Regions from separate parts of the Sus scrofa genome. Here all the other regions are linked to region 1. Evidence: chromatin contacts called from public HiChIP or PLAC-seq data. All regions are on one chromosome and are shown on one strand. The core of a region is the stretch at or near the end of the contact, and the rest is flanking DNA. Distances in the headings are between cores, read along the strand shown. Region 1 overlaps SRPK2 (SRSF protein kinase 2). Region 2 overlaps KMT2E (histone-lysine N-methyltransferase 2E). Region 3 overlaps LOC110262248 (a long non-coding RNA gene).

Region 1 (4,120 bases), core at 827-3,326:
GAATTAGAGTGAAATGAGTATGGAGCCGTGTCCCAGCAGCCCAGACAACACTGCTGCAGACACAGGTCACTCCTAGTGAGGGTCAAAGGATTCAGCCTACACTCTTACAGGTACCACCTTACTCCAGGGTCTCTGTCTTTCAGATAAGTAACCCAAGAGGACCCCTGCCTCCTCTTCTCAACCTTCAAGCACTACCAAATTACTCCAGGGGAAGTTCACATTCTTTAGCCTTCCTCAATCTTCTCATTCTGGCCCCACCTTTTCTTTGATTCCTTAACATATGCACTCCGCTGATGACAAGGATCTATACAAACTGAGTAAAGTGTTTCTCTTGCTTCATGTTCTTGTAGTAGCAGGCGGCCAACTTCCAGCCTCCAGGCCATACCCCTTCCACACAGGAAATAAAACACCTCCCATGTGGGAGGCTCTCCACGTTACCCAAAGCCCAGGCTGGAAACCGAAACTGAGAGCCTCCAAACAAAGGAATGGACAAATGAACAAAATCAGCTTGGTGTGAGACTGGGATCCATGGAAAACACAAACCTCCTATTCCTCCCTGATGCACAGGGATGCAATGTTCGGAGAAGTACAATTCTGACTGTGAATGCAAAGGGAAGAGTAGAAGAACATAGCCTGGTATCACTGATCTGTTGGCTCATTGCTCAATAAATGCTTATCTTAGCCCTGAATTAGATACTGAGGATACAAGGATAAAAACACAGCACTCTCAGAGTTGACAGCCAGTGAAAAGAAAGACAGTGGAAACAAACAATGACCACACAGTGAAGAAAAGTATGACCAGCAGGAAAAGAAGGAAACAAGAACTGGGACCTGCCAGAACACAGAGAGAACCCAGCAAAAGAACAGAAGTGTGCCCAAACAAACAGGAGGAAAAGCACTAGCAAAGGCATGGAAGCATGAGCGAGCGTGCCATGTTCACACAGATGTTCTTTATCACGTCTTTTGAGAAGGAATGGGAAAGAGCCCATGCTACACTTGGTATTACTAAACCCTTTCACTGTTTACTCCATCGATAAAGACGACATCGGAACACTGATTTTAATATATGTATGTTTATAAAGTTTACATACTACTGTTTCTATCTATTATGTACACTATAAAATTTTTTTATATTAATAAGCAACAATTACTTGGAGACACAACTGACTCTAGCCTGGGGCACATGGTTCTGAAAGGGCAAGGAAGCACTTAACGAATAACAGGTTTCGTCAAAAGGACTTAAGACCCAACCTGAAGAAGTTGACAAATTATTAGGGATAATTCTAGCATTAAAAAAAAAAGCTGTAAACAATGATAACACACAACCCAATGTGTTAATTAAAAAGAAAAATGTGTCTGTGATATGAAGGAATGTGTGATGCGTCTAGAAAGAGCATGGAAGCCTGGCCCCTTCCCACACACCATGCGCTATGCATACTGACAACCTAGCAAGTAAACTGTTTTCCTGAGTTCTGTGAGCCGCTCTAATAAATTAATCCAATCCAGGATAGAGTCATGGAAATCTCTGATTTATAATAGATCATTCAGATGCACAGGTGACAATGTGGACTTGTGACTGATGCATGGGAAGGGACAGTCTTGTGGGAATGAGCCCTTAACCCTGGACTCTGATGCTATCTCCAAGAAGTGTCAGACTTCACTTAAACTGCAGGACACCAAGCTAGTATCAGAGAATTGTTAGCACGGTAACCAGAAGCATCAGCAGTAGTTTGGAAATAGAATGAGAGCAAAGGAGACAGAGAAGTGAGTTTTTCCTTAGATGAAGCTACATTCTTCATGAAAGCATTTTATTAAGAAGCACCTTCAAAGAGCCTCTGGTTGTGGTAAAGGTGAACAGGAGCAGAATACGTCAATTCAAGTTAAAAAAAAAAAAAAAAGAAATAAAACCACATCCTTAAGATGATTAGTTAAGACCAATGAGTACCAGAAATGGCTCTGTAGCTCTCTCGCTTGCTGGAAAGAAAGGACCTGCAGAATATCTTGGGCTATGTGCTGAGCTGGCTGATCAACTGGCTCTTCATGTGTTAAACACTCTTGTCAGCAGAGGGAGCAGAGGAGGTTTCTGAGCTTTTCCACAGTGGGCCAGAAAGGAAACTAACCATGACACCCATGTTCGCCGACTGAAGTCCTATAGCATACCACAGTCAGAGATATGTCATGTAGCATTCACTCTCAAAATCAAGGTTTGATATAGGTCACCAACACATTTAAACCCATGCCACTTTCTTTAAAATTTCAATGGGATAGTCCTATAATTAAGGACAACTTACAGAATAAACTAGGGCACTTCTTCCTCAATACAGATAAAGAGCAGGCACAACATTTTTGTTTGAATAGAAATGAAACAAAAACAAAAAACCAAACATAGCACTATGAGATGGAAGCACAAATTATGTATTAAACTACACATGCTTGAAAGCTACAGGTGTAAGATGCTAGACTTGGAAGGTTTCTGCACATGTATGATGTCACTAAAGACAGGAAGGAAGAAAACTCAGAAATGGGATCTGATACACAGAGAGCAAGAGAAAGCCTAGTGGCACAAAATTTATTTTAAACTACATTAACTTACTCATGAGTACAAAAGTAATAAAATGGTCACTATGCTGGAGAGAAGAAATTGAGTCAACACTATAAATCAACTGTACCCTAGTAAATTTTTAATTAAAGTTTTTTTTTAATTTCAAAAAAAAGAGGAAAATGGTTAATGCATACAGACGCAGCTATTTACCACTTCCAACCAACTCCTTTCATAGCAATTGTCAAGAGTATGACACTTGGGCCACTGAAAGCAGACACCCAGTGGAAAGGGACACTTACTTTTCGGCAAATCCCCAGTGCTGGAGGCTGAAACCGTCCTACTTCTGTCATGGGATGGGCTGCTTTCCTCCTGCTCGGTGAGTGGAGATCCCTCAGAAAGTGCAGAGCCACAAGCCACAGGTTCTAAAGGCCCAGAGAACAATGACGTGGAAAACTCTGGAAACTGTGACTCAGGAATTTTATGTCGTCCATTTGGCAATTCACCATTGAATTGTTCGTAGGAGCTGCTATATGTGTAATCACTCTCTGCGTTTGGCTCATCAAGGTTATATTCCTCAGGATTCGGGCAATCTTCCTCCTCTTCATCTTCATCATCCAGTTGTTGTTCGAGTAAAAATGGGCCATTCTCAATATGACCATTGGTTTTGGGTGATTCTATCCAAGTAGGGTCGATGTTTGCGAGTTCCTGTTCCACATCATCTTCATCCTTCTCTGTGTTTTCTTTCTCAGTGTCCTCTTTCTCTTCCTGGTCCTCAGCTTCACCTTAAAAAGTTAAAGGGTAAGAATCAGAACATGTCACTCTCCTAAACAGAGTGCACTCAGCACTTATCTCCTCCAGCAAGAGACACATCTGAATGTGCCAACTTCAGGTCCTACAGAGCAAACACCTCCTGGCTCTCAGGGAAAATCTTTAGGTTTTCTAAATCTTATTTTTTATTTATTAAATACCTGGCCTACACTTATGAGAAAAAGTCAGCAGCTCTTAGGCAAAATAAGTATATAAACAGAACTGTATTTTTATCTTCTTCAGAAAAGGTCTCAGAGTGCATTATTGTTAAAACTTAATTACAAGATGAAGAACAATCACTAGCATGATAAAGACATAAGTGATGTTCCTCAGAGGGTTTCCAGCTGGGTTATTATTTGTTTGTTTGTTTGTTTTGCTTTTTAAGGCCTCACCCGTGGCATATGGAGGTTCCCAGGCCAGGTATAATCGGAGCTACAGCTGCCGGCCTACACCACAGCCACAGCAATGCCAGATCAGAGCCGAGTCTGCAACCTACACCACAGCTCACGGCAACACCGGATCCTTAACCCACTGAGAGAGAGGCCAGGGATCGAATCCGCATCCTCATGGATCCTAGTCGAGTTTGTTAACTGCTAAGCCACGGAGGGAACTCCACCTTGCTGTTTTTTAAAAAAATATTTAGAAATATTAACATATTCCTTGTATACATTTTACAAATCAAATACCAGCCAGTTCTCCCACGTCCTCCAATCAGGAGGTGAAGAGGGTTGTCCTCATGTCTGAAGCAGCAGCAGTGGCACTAAGTCACCC
Region 2 (4,256 bases), core at 1,002-3,501, 150 kb before region 1:
ACGATCCTTATTAGATTTAACTGGCCTAAAACCAGCTAGAAAATATTCCATTTTAACTCTAACTTATTGGTTTCACATTCGCTGAAGCAGAAGCTATTTTAGAGACCTATTCTGTTTGTAAATAATGTCTTGGTCTCAACATTTTTATAGTCCTACCTTTAGACTTTGTCATTATAGAGATCCCCTATTGGTCCTGTTAGAAATAATTTTGGATAGGAAGTAAATATTGGTAGATTTATTCTTAACTATTGAGTTTTATTTGCAGATTATTAAAAGTGAGTGAGAAAGAAATGGGTTTTTTTTTAAAAATTGAATGGAGTAAATGCAAATTGTTTCCTTGGGTTGTCATAAAAACATTTTTATGTTTAAAATAGCATTTCCAGGAGTTCCTGTTGTGGCTCAGTGGTAATGAACCCAACTAGTATCCATGAGGATGCAGGATTGATAGGATCCAATTGATGCCTTGCTCAGTGGATTAAGGATCCAGTGTTGCTGTGGCTGTGGGTAGGCTGGCAGCTGCAGCTCTGATTTGATCCCTAGCCTGGGAATTTCCTTATGTTGCAAGTATGACCCTTAAAAAGTAAAAAATAAAATAGCATTTCCAGACCAGTGATGAGAGTTGTGTTACAAACCAGTGGGGATCACTGTTTTTATTCCATGCTCCAATTTTATTTTAAAAAATAGCATATACTCCTATTGTCTATTTAAAAAAATAGCATATACTCCTATTGTAAATGAGAGAATCCTAAATTGTGTGCATTGCATATGTATACAGCAGTCAAGTAGTATTTGGGGCACAACACATCTGAGAATCTATTTTAAAAAATAGCATATACTCCTATTGTAAATGAGAGAATCCTAAATTGTGTGCATTGCATATGTATACAGCAGTCAAGTAGTATTTGGGGCACAACACATCTGAGAATCTTTTAAGATGTGGAATTACAGTAAACATGCTGGAGAGGGAAAGGGAATGAGAAAAGTGAACTAAAAAAACCTGACTCATTTTTGTCTTGTTAAGTGTCAATAAAAGGGTAAAAAGAGGGTTTTTTGTTGGTTTTTTTTTTGTTGTTTGGTTTTTTTTGTTTGTTTGTTTGTTTGTTTTTTTTGTTTTTTTTTTTTGCTTTTTAGGGCCGCAATCATGGCATATGGAGGTTCCCAGGCTAGGGTTCAAATCGGAGCTACAGCACTGGCCTACACCACAGCCACACAGGATCTCAGCTGTGTCTGCGTCCTACGCCACAGCTCACAGCAATGCTGGATCCTTAACCCACTGAGCGAGGCTAGGGATCAAACCTGCAACCTCATGGTTCCTAGTCAGATTCGGTTCCACTGTGCCACGTCGTGAACTTGAAGAGGTTTCTATTACAGACAACTAAAAAGGACCGATTAAAGGATGGAAAACTGTTCCTTGCATAGTCAAATGCTAGGCAGGGAAAAGTAATGTCACCAGAAATTACTTTCACAAGTTTCAGTAGAGGATTGCAGAACAATAAAGCTTTGTTAATCCCATACTGGCTTATTCATATAGTGTGTAATTCCAAGCAATTGCTGCTCCCCAGGCAGGAATTTACAATTGCTACATTTGAAGGGAGGATAATGTGTCATTCCAAGGGGAAGTCAGGTCTGGAAAAGGCCTCTCAGCTGAAGAACCTCATATGTCCCCAAACAGCTCCAAGGCAGGCCAAGTAAAACAAACTGACTGTGAACCACCCTGTGAAGTCAGTCGGCCTCAAACTGAGCTCTATTTCCCTTGCTTCTCTCTTGCCTTTTTGGCGGCTGGCAAAACGTCCCCAGAGCAAGGAGCAAAGAGGTGGGGAGGGTGGGGACAGGCAGAGAAACTCCCGTCCTGGATAAGCCCTCACATGGAAAGTGACTCCTTGTCCCCTGGCAGGGGCATGCAGGTTTGTTCAGGAGAATTCCATCATCCATGTATGGGCTGTATGTATGTTTAACTGGTAGGATCATGAGTACAGAGCACCCTGCCTTGGCATAAAAAACACTGGACAAGAGTCAGATATGAGTCAACTGCAAGAGGAGGCTTGAATCATAGTTTGAACAATTTTGGTCAACAATCCTTCAGAGAACAATCCTCCAGTTTTATGGTGTCATTTTTGTGGAATTAAATGTGAACAGCTTAAAATTCCATGACTTTTAAAAAGTCAAGCTTGGATTCCATGTTTCCAGGCACACCACACTATGTCAGTACCCCCACCACCATATGGTGAGGCCATGCCGAGCAACCAGTTCCTGTGAGGGAGCTAATTAGGTAAATAAATAGGCAGTGCCTGTAAGAATCCTCCCTGAACGATGTGGGCTGTTTTTGACCTGAGAGCTGCCTGTTAGGCATCTCAGCCGACATGGAGTCAAACAATTTTTCCATGGTCTGGGATTCTGAGCTGTCGTTACGTGTTGCAGCATGCACTTGGCATTCAAGTGTTATGTTGGCAGAGTCATGGATGGCTTGCTATATATCTGTATGCTTCCCATCAGTTCAGCCCCTGTGTGTTCTGTCCAACAGCTGGGACAGAAGTGAACTGTGTCACTTTCAGGCTGTGCAAAGGAGAGCATGTGTGTGCTTCCTCTACTGTCAGGTTGGTGGAAGCCTGATGTCCAAGCCTCTGTCAACCAGGACTGTTGAGCAGGATTCCCTTGTCTGTACTTCCCATTCCACCACCAGCCTGCATCAGTCACATGATGAAAGAATCGACTTTCATGGTACTGAGCCAAGATTCTAGACTTGTTACTGCAGCATAGTCTAGGTGAAAGAGCTGCTTTTCTAGACCTTTCTGTAAAAAGGGAAAATCCATCTGGAGAAAGGACAAGCAACCCCAGATGTGCCATCCTTGAGCCAGCCATGGAGGCTCTGCCCTTTGCCTTTGCATCACATGCCTCCAAAGTTATTTTTCTCTGTGTGTTGCCACTGTGCCTACAGGGGGTGGTGGAGGAGGAAGTGAGGAAGAGCCCTGATCAGTTGGGGGTTGATGTGGGGACAGTTCCCTTCTGATGGTTTCTCTTCTGATTCACCAACCTCCTCTAGGGACTTTAGCCTTGCTAAACATACGGTACCAATCAGTGAAATTATTCATTGCGGTTTTCATTTGAGTGAGCCAGTTTCCGCTCCTAAGAAGGGTCCTAACAAAACAGGAAGTTTTTCTTGGATCTAGAAATGGAACTCTGCCTTTTGACATGAGTTTTTACCAACTTCTGCAAATCTCCATTTTCCTACTTCCCTGTCAAGAGGGTGGGGCAAGGAGAAGACATGAAAGCAGAAAATGCTGATTTGTGGAGTAGTAGAGTTAGGACTGTTTGGGTTTGCAGTGGGGAGGGGAAGAGGAAAAATGGCAGCCTGACCAGGCCAGGCACCTCCTCCCACCTGACCACTTTCATCTCCTGCCTCTTCCCACACTTGGGCCTTGGGTAAGAGTTAATGAAGAGAGGGGTGAAGGGCCAAGGAACATTATGATAGTTGGTAGTCACCCCTTAATAGTAACCCTTGGCATGTGTCCCAGCTGACCTTCTTCAAAACATGTATTTATGCCTCACCTGTTGGATTCCGCTCTACAGGGTAGGGAACATGCCTCAACACCCACAGCGTAGAGGGCCCCCAAGTTGCTTCCAGGAACACAGGAAGGACTACTTGTTTTTCATAACTACCTTTATAATGGGGACTGAGGAATCAAATATCATTTCTATTTTGTGTACACAAAAATGGAAACATTAAGAATTTGTCACTTGCTCAGAGTCACACAGGGGTCAATTAAGAGGTGGAAGTAAAATTCAGGTCTCCAAATTTCTATTTTCTTTCAAATGTTTAAAAGTCATCTTGGAGTTCCCATTGTGGCCTAGCTGGTTAAGAACCCAGCATAGTGTCTGTGAGGATACAGGTTCTATCCCTGGCTTTGCTAAGTGGGTTAAGGATATGTTGTTATTACAAGGTGAAGCATAGGTTATAGATGTGGTTTGGATCCAGTGTGGCTGTGGCATAGGCTGCAGCTGATTCAACCCTTGGCCTAGGAACTTCCCTATGTCACAGGTGTGGCTGTAAAAAAAAAAAAGAAAAAAGAAAAGAAAAAGAAAATTACAGATGAAAGCCCCCCCCCCTCCACAGTGATATAGACCATTTATCAGCACTGCCATCATGTAATGTAAAGTACCATCCCGAGAGATTGGTATTTATGTCTACATTTGTATTAAGCAAGTTTATCAGGAAAAACACCAAAATCCTAATATTATCACTGGGGGATGAAGTCTTA
Region 3 (4,166 bases), core at 408-2,907, 170 kb before region 1:
TCCACGGCTCCTCTTTCTGAATGTTAGTGAACAATATCATTTCTCAGCTGGGTGGAGTCTAGAGTGAGGTGACTGAGGCACTTGCCTCAGGGGTAAAATTGAAGGGGGGGGGCACCAAAAAGTTAGTAATTAAGATCAACAGTATTTTAATGTAAAGAATCAAAACAAATGCAAAAGAATCCATGAAGAACAAAAAATGTAAAGATGACGTTAAATATTATTTATCTGAATTACTGTGGTTTTGGGCGCCCCTTTAAACTGCATGCTGAGAGGAAAGTGCCTCACTCAGTCCGCACCAGTTTCAGTCTATCAAGAGTGGCCTGTGCTAACCTCAGCTCCATCTCTAACTGCTGCTGGCTTTAGCACAGACTTTAACCCACCCGAACGAGATGGGTAGGATGGGGATTGGCCTGGGGCCCTTTTACCTCTTTCAGAAAGCCATGCAAACAAATAGGCGGGGGGCCAAGTCTATTGTTCCAAAGTTTCCACCGGCTGCTAATGGCTCTTGGGTTCTGTGGTCTGGTGATCAGAGGGGTAAAGGTTTCTGAACAACTCAAGGCCTTTGATATGGTTGCCAACGCCCGCATTTTTTCATTCTGGGAACAATGCCACTGAGGGCCACAGCTGCCCTCCCCCACCTAAGTGAGGAAGTGTCTGCTGGTCATGGGTGGAGGCAGGTCCTGTGAGGGCAAGGGTCAGAAGGACAGAGGAGCCTTTCTTGCCCTGGCTGCCGGGTCTTTTCCCTCTGGTACCCACCGACCACTCCACCCTTTTTGCACTTTCAAAACCTGTACTTGTCTTATTCCTCTGTCCCCCTTGGCCAAAGAAAACACACGTCTCTGATCCGCCCCTTGGAGAAGCTGTCCCCCGGACTTCACAGTGTTTCAAGATTTCCTTTACGTGGGTTCAGAACCTGGCCCTGGCTCTGTCCTGAAGTCCTGACCCCACCGACGTTTCTTTTTTTCAGAAAATGCATGAGGGAGTGAGCTGTCTTGTTATGGAAGCAGAGGGCCACAACCTCAAGGTCCCCTAATGATGCCGTCTGAGGAACTGGGGCATCACATTCATCCACCAAATCCTTTTAGGGGAGGCACTTTGTGGGGATGCCCCCCCCAGGAGAGGAGGTATCTGGGCTAATTTGACTACTGTTTTGGAGGAACGCAGGTGAACCCAGAGGTAGTTTCCACTACGCAAAATGTTTTTTCCACTTCCTGTTCTTTGCTATTTTGCTTTCTTCCGGTGTTAAACCACAGAGTTTCAGAATCAGATGAAACTTAGCGTGAAGGCCGGCCACATGGTCTCCAGCCCCCAGAACCTGGTGACTCAACTAGATTTCATGAGGCCAATCAAAGGACAGGCTTTTGCAATGACAGGACTCCCTGTCCTGAATGAGGCTCTGAGAGTAAGTTTGGATTTCTTGAGAATTTTCTTCTGAAGGCTGACCTGACGGATATTGCATTTCTTCTGGGAAAGGGTCAGAGGATTTTCGCTTCAGCCCCTGCAACTCCCTGGAATGACTCGGGGGGTTTCTTTCACCAACATCTGGCCTCACAATCATCACTGTGAGGAAGGAAGGAAACGCAGCAGAGTTGCTGGACCTGGGAGAGCCCCTTCAACGACAGCAGATCACACTCTTGGAACCGGAAGTGTGGGCGTGTGTTATGTTGCTGCGCAACCAAAGGCAACGAAGCAGCAAACCTCAGAAGGCAGAGCCCACTACCGAGGGGGAGTTTCGAGCATGTCGGGTCCCCCAGAGGCTGGGCCTAGCTCAATCAAGGGAAAAGTCAGCATCCAAAAGTCCTTAATGACGCAGAGGAAGCCAGGGGAAAAAGTCACTGGCAAGTCATCACTGACTCACAGAACGTCTGAGAAGAAATGAGCTGCGACCCGCAGCCACGCGAACCCCTCGCTTTCCCGATAAAAAGGAACCGGAAGCCGGAAAGTAATGGATCGGGGCCCTACTGCCAGGTCAGAGCCAGAACCACCGCCCTCCCGGCCTCCGCTTCGTTCTGCATTAACAGTTTGCAAACTCTCTGTCACGTGCTTTAGTTTCATCTGATCCTGAACTGAGAGCAAATATTTGTCTTTCAAGGGAGAGGCCAAAGGAGGACTGCTTCCTTTCCTCCTCGGAGAGGAGAAGAATACTTTTCTAATGCAAGTCTTATTAGGATTAAACGAGTTAATCGTTTTTGGGGATTCAAGAGAATATAATAAAGGCCATCCCTCCTCTCTTACAAAGCTCTGGGTAATTACGGAATGGTCATGAAGAAATCAAACAAACGGCATGAAAATGTCAGCTTTATCACTGATAGCTCTTATATTGGAGTCAGTGGTTCTATATGTGTGGGTAAGTGAACTCCAGGATTATATCCAGACGGGCTACCCCCCAGGCTGAGATGGGGTGGGGGCTCCCAGTTATGGATTGTCCCTGTAAACCACTGCATCATGGGAGGACAGTGCCAGGAGCAGCTCTGGAGGAGGCTTGCTGCCAAGAGAAAGAAGAGAGAAGCTGAGCTGTGTATTTGGGGTTCCTACCCCCATACTCACCACTGAGAAGCTGCTTCCCCCAACCTGTCCCAGCCTCTTGCCCCTTCTGCCTCCTAGGGAGGAGTGAGTCAAGGAAAAAGGAGAGGTCAGGAGTTTCCGTCGTGGCTCAGAGGTTAACGAACACGACTAGGAACCATGAGGTTGCGGGTTCGATCCCTGGCCTTGCTCAGTGGGTTAACGATCCAGCATTGCCGTGAGCTGTGGTGTAGGTTACAGACGCGGCTCGGATCCGAGTTTCTGTGGCTGTGGCATAGCCCGGTGGCTACAGCTCTGATTCTACCCCTAGCCTGGGAACCTCCATATACTGAGAAAGTGGCCCAGGAAAATGGCAAAAGAACAAAAAAAAAAAAAAAAAAAAAAAAAAAGGAGAGGTCAGGAATCTTAGGCCAGGGGAGTTTCCGTCATGGCACAGACTCCAACTAGGAACCATGAGGTTGCGGGTTCGATCCCTGGCCTTGCTCAGCGGGTTAAGGATCCGGCGTTGCCGTGAGCTGTGGGGTAGGTCGCAGATGTGGCTGGGATCTGGCATTGCTGTGGCTTTGGCGTAGGCCAGCAGCTGTAGCTCTGATTCGACCCCTAGCCTATGCCACGAGTGCGGCCCTAAAAAGCCAAACAAATAAGAAAAAAAGTAAAGAAAGAAAGAAATCTTATGCCAGAAGAGCTTCCTTTGTGTGGAAGGAAACATCAGGGGTAAGGAAGAATTTTTTTTTCCCACCCTAATAAAGTGTAAACACTTAGTTCTTGGTACAATAATAAGTGCTTAATAAAAGTTATCTGCTGCTGGAGTTCCTGCCGTGGCTCAGTGGTTAACGAACCCGACTAGGAACCATGAAGTTGTGGGTTCAATCCCTGGCCTTGCCCAGTGGGTTAAGGATCCGGCATTGCTGTGAGCTGTGGTGTAGGTTGCAGACGCAGCTCAGATCCCGAGTCGATGTGGCTCTGGCGTAGGCCAGCGGCTACATCTCTGATTAGACCCCCAGGCTAGGAACCTCCATGTGCTGTGGGAGCGGCCCTAGAAAAGACAAAAAGACAAACAAACAAACAAAAAAGTTATCTGTTACTATTATTATTCTGGCCGTGGCCTATTACTCCTATCAGAGACTGCCTGGCCTTCAACGATGGGACTTCTCTAATTGTGTCTGCCCTTAGATGTGTGACCCCCAGCATCTTACTTAACATCCCTAAACCTCAATGTCCTCCTCTATAATAATAATAGTACCTGCCCTATACCTGGAGGGACCACATGATGTAAGTGGAGAGGACTTAGCATGACGCCTAGAGCATAGTAAATATTCAGTAAATGGTGATTGTTACTGTTATAAAAAGAACTTGGGGGTCCAGAGAAAAATAAACAGAAAGTTAAGGCAGACATTATTGGAGTTCCCAGGTTAAGGTTCCTGCATTGTCTCTGTGGTGTTTTGGGTTCCATCCCCTGCCCTGGTGCAGTGGATTAAAGATCCAGCTATAGCGTAGGTTGCAGCTGCAGCTTGGATTGGATCCCTGGCTCAGGAACCTCCATATGCTGTGGGTAAAGCCAAAAAAAAAAAAAAAAAAAAAAAAAAAAAGGCAGACATGATTGATTTAGAAGAGGCATGTAAGGGAGAGCCTGGCCAGTATCT

What was found. HiChIP or PLAC-seq counts read pairs in DNA pulled down with a chosen protein or histone mark.
Region 2: a contact with region 1 is called in an H3K27ac HiChIP or PLAC-seq map of alveolar macrophages. The contact joins two enhancer-like sites. A contact is called at or near these places in 2 of 2 datasets of contacts at active chromatin or transcription factors (alveolar macrophages and skeletal muscle).
Region 3: an H3K27ac HiChIP or PLAC-seq map of alveolar macrophages shows a contact between it and region 1. The contact joins two enhancer-like sites. A contact is called at or near these places in 1 of 47 Hi-C or Micro-C datasets (skeletal muscle) and 1 of 2 datasets of contacts at active chromatin or transcription factors (alveolar macrophages).

The regions. Positions count from the first base shown.
Region 1 is chr9:105,033,100-105,037,219 of Sscrofa11.1, forward strand. SRPK2 (SRSF protein kinase 2) reads right to left here. Exons shown (of 16, transcript XM_021102580.1): 11 at 2,842-3,324. Among named protein-coding and RNA genes, the nearest start is that of TRNAD-GUC, 120 kb to the left of the region's middle. Within about 2 kb of position 2,077, at least 11 of the 83 cell types and tissues checked have an H3K27ac peak or open chromatin away from gene starts, as enhancers often do. A contact at or near this core is called in alveolar macrophages, where this site is marked.
Region 2 is chr9:104,878,765-104,883,020 of Sscrofa11.1, forward strand. The region is part of intron 1 of KMT2E (histone-lysine N-methyltransferase 2E); the gene reads left to right. Among named protein-coding and RNA genes, the nearest start is that of KMT2E, 4.6 kb to the left of the region's middle. Within about 2 kb of position 2,252, at least 47 of the 83 cell types and tissues checked have an H3K27ac peak or open chromatin away from gene starts, as enhancers often do. A contact at or near this core is called in alveolar macrophages, where this site is marked.
Region 3 is chr9:104,860,369-104,864,534 of Sscrofa11.1, forward strand. It overlaps LOC110262248 (a long non-coding RNA gene), which reads left to right. Exons shown (of 2, transcript XR_002347081.1): 2 at 968-2,234. Among named protein-coding and RNA genes, the nearest start is that of KMT2E, 14 kb to the right of the region's middle. Within about 2 kb of position 1,658, at least 60 of the 83 cell types and tissues checked have an H3K27ac peak or open chromatin away from gene starts, as enhancers often do. A contact at or near this core is called in alveolar macrophages, where this site is marked.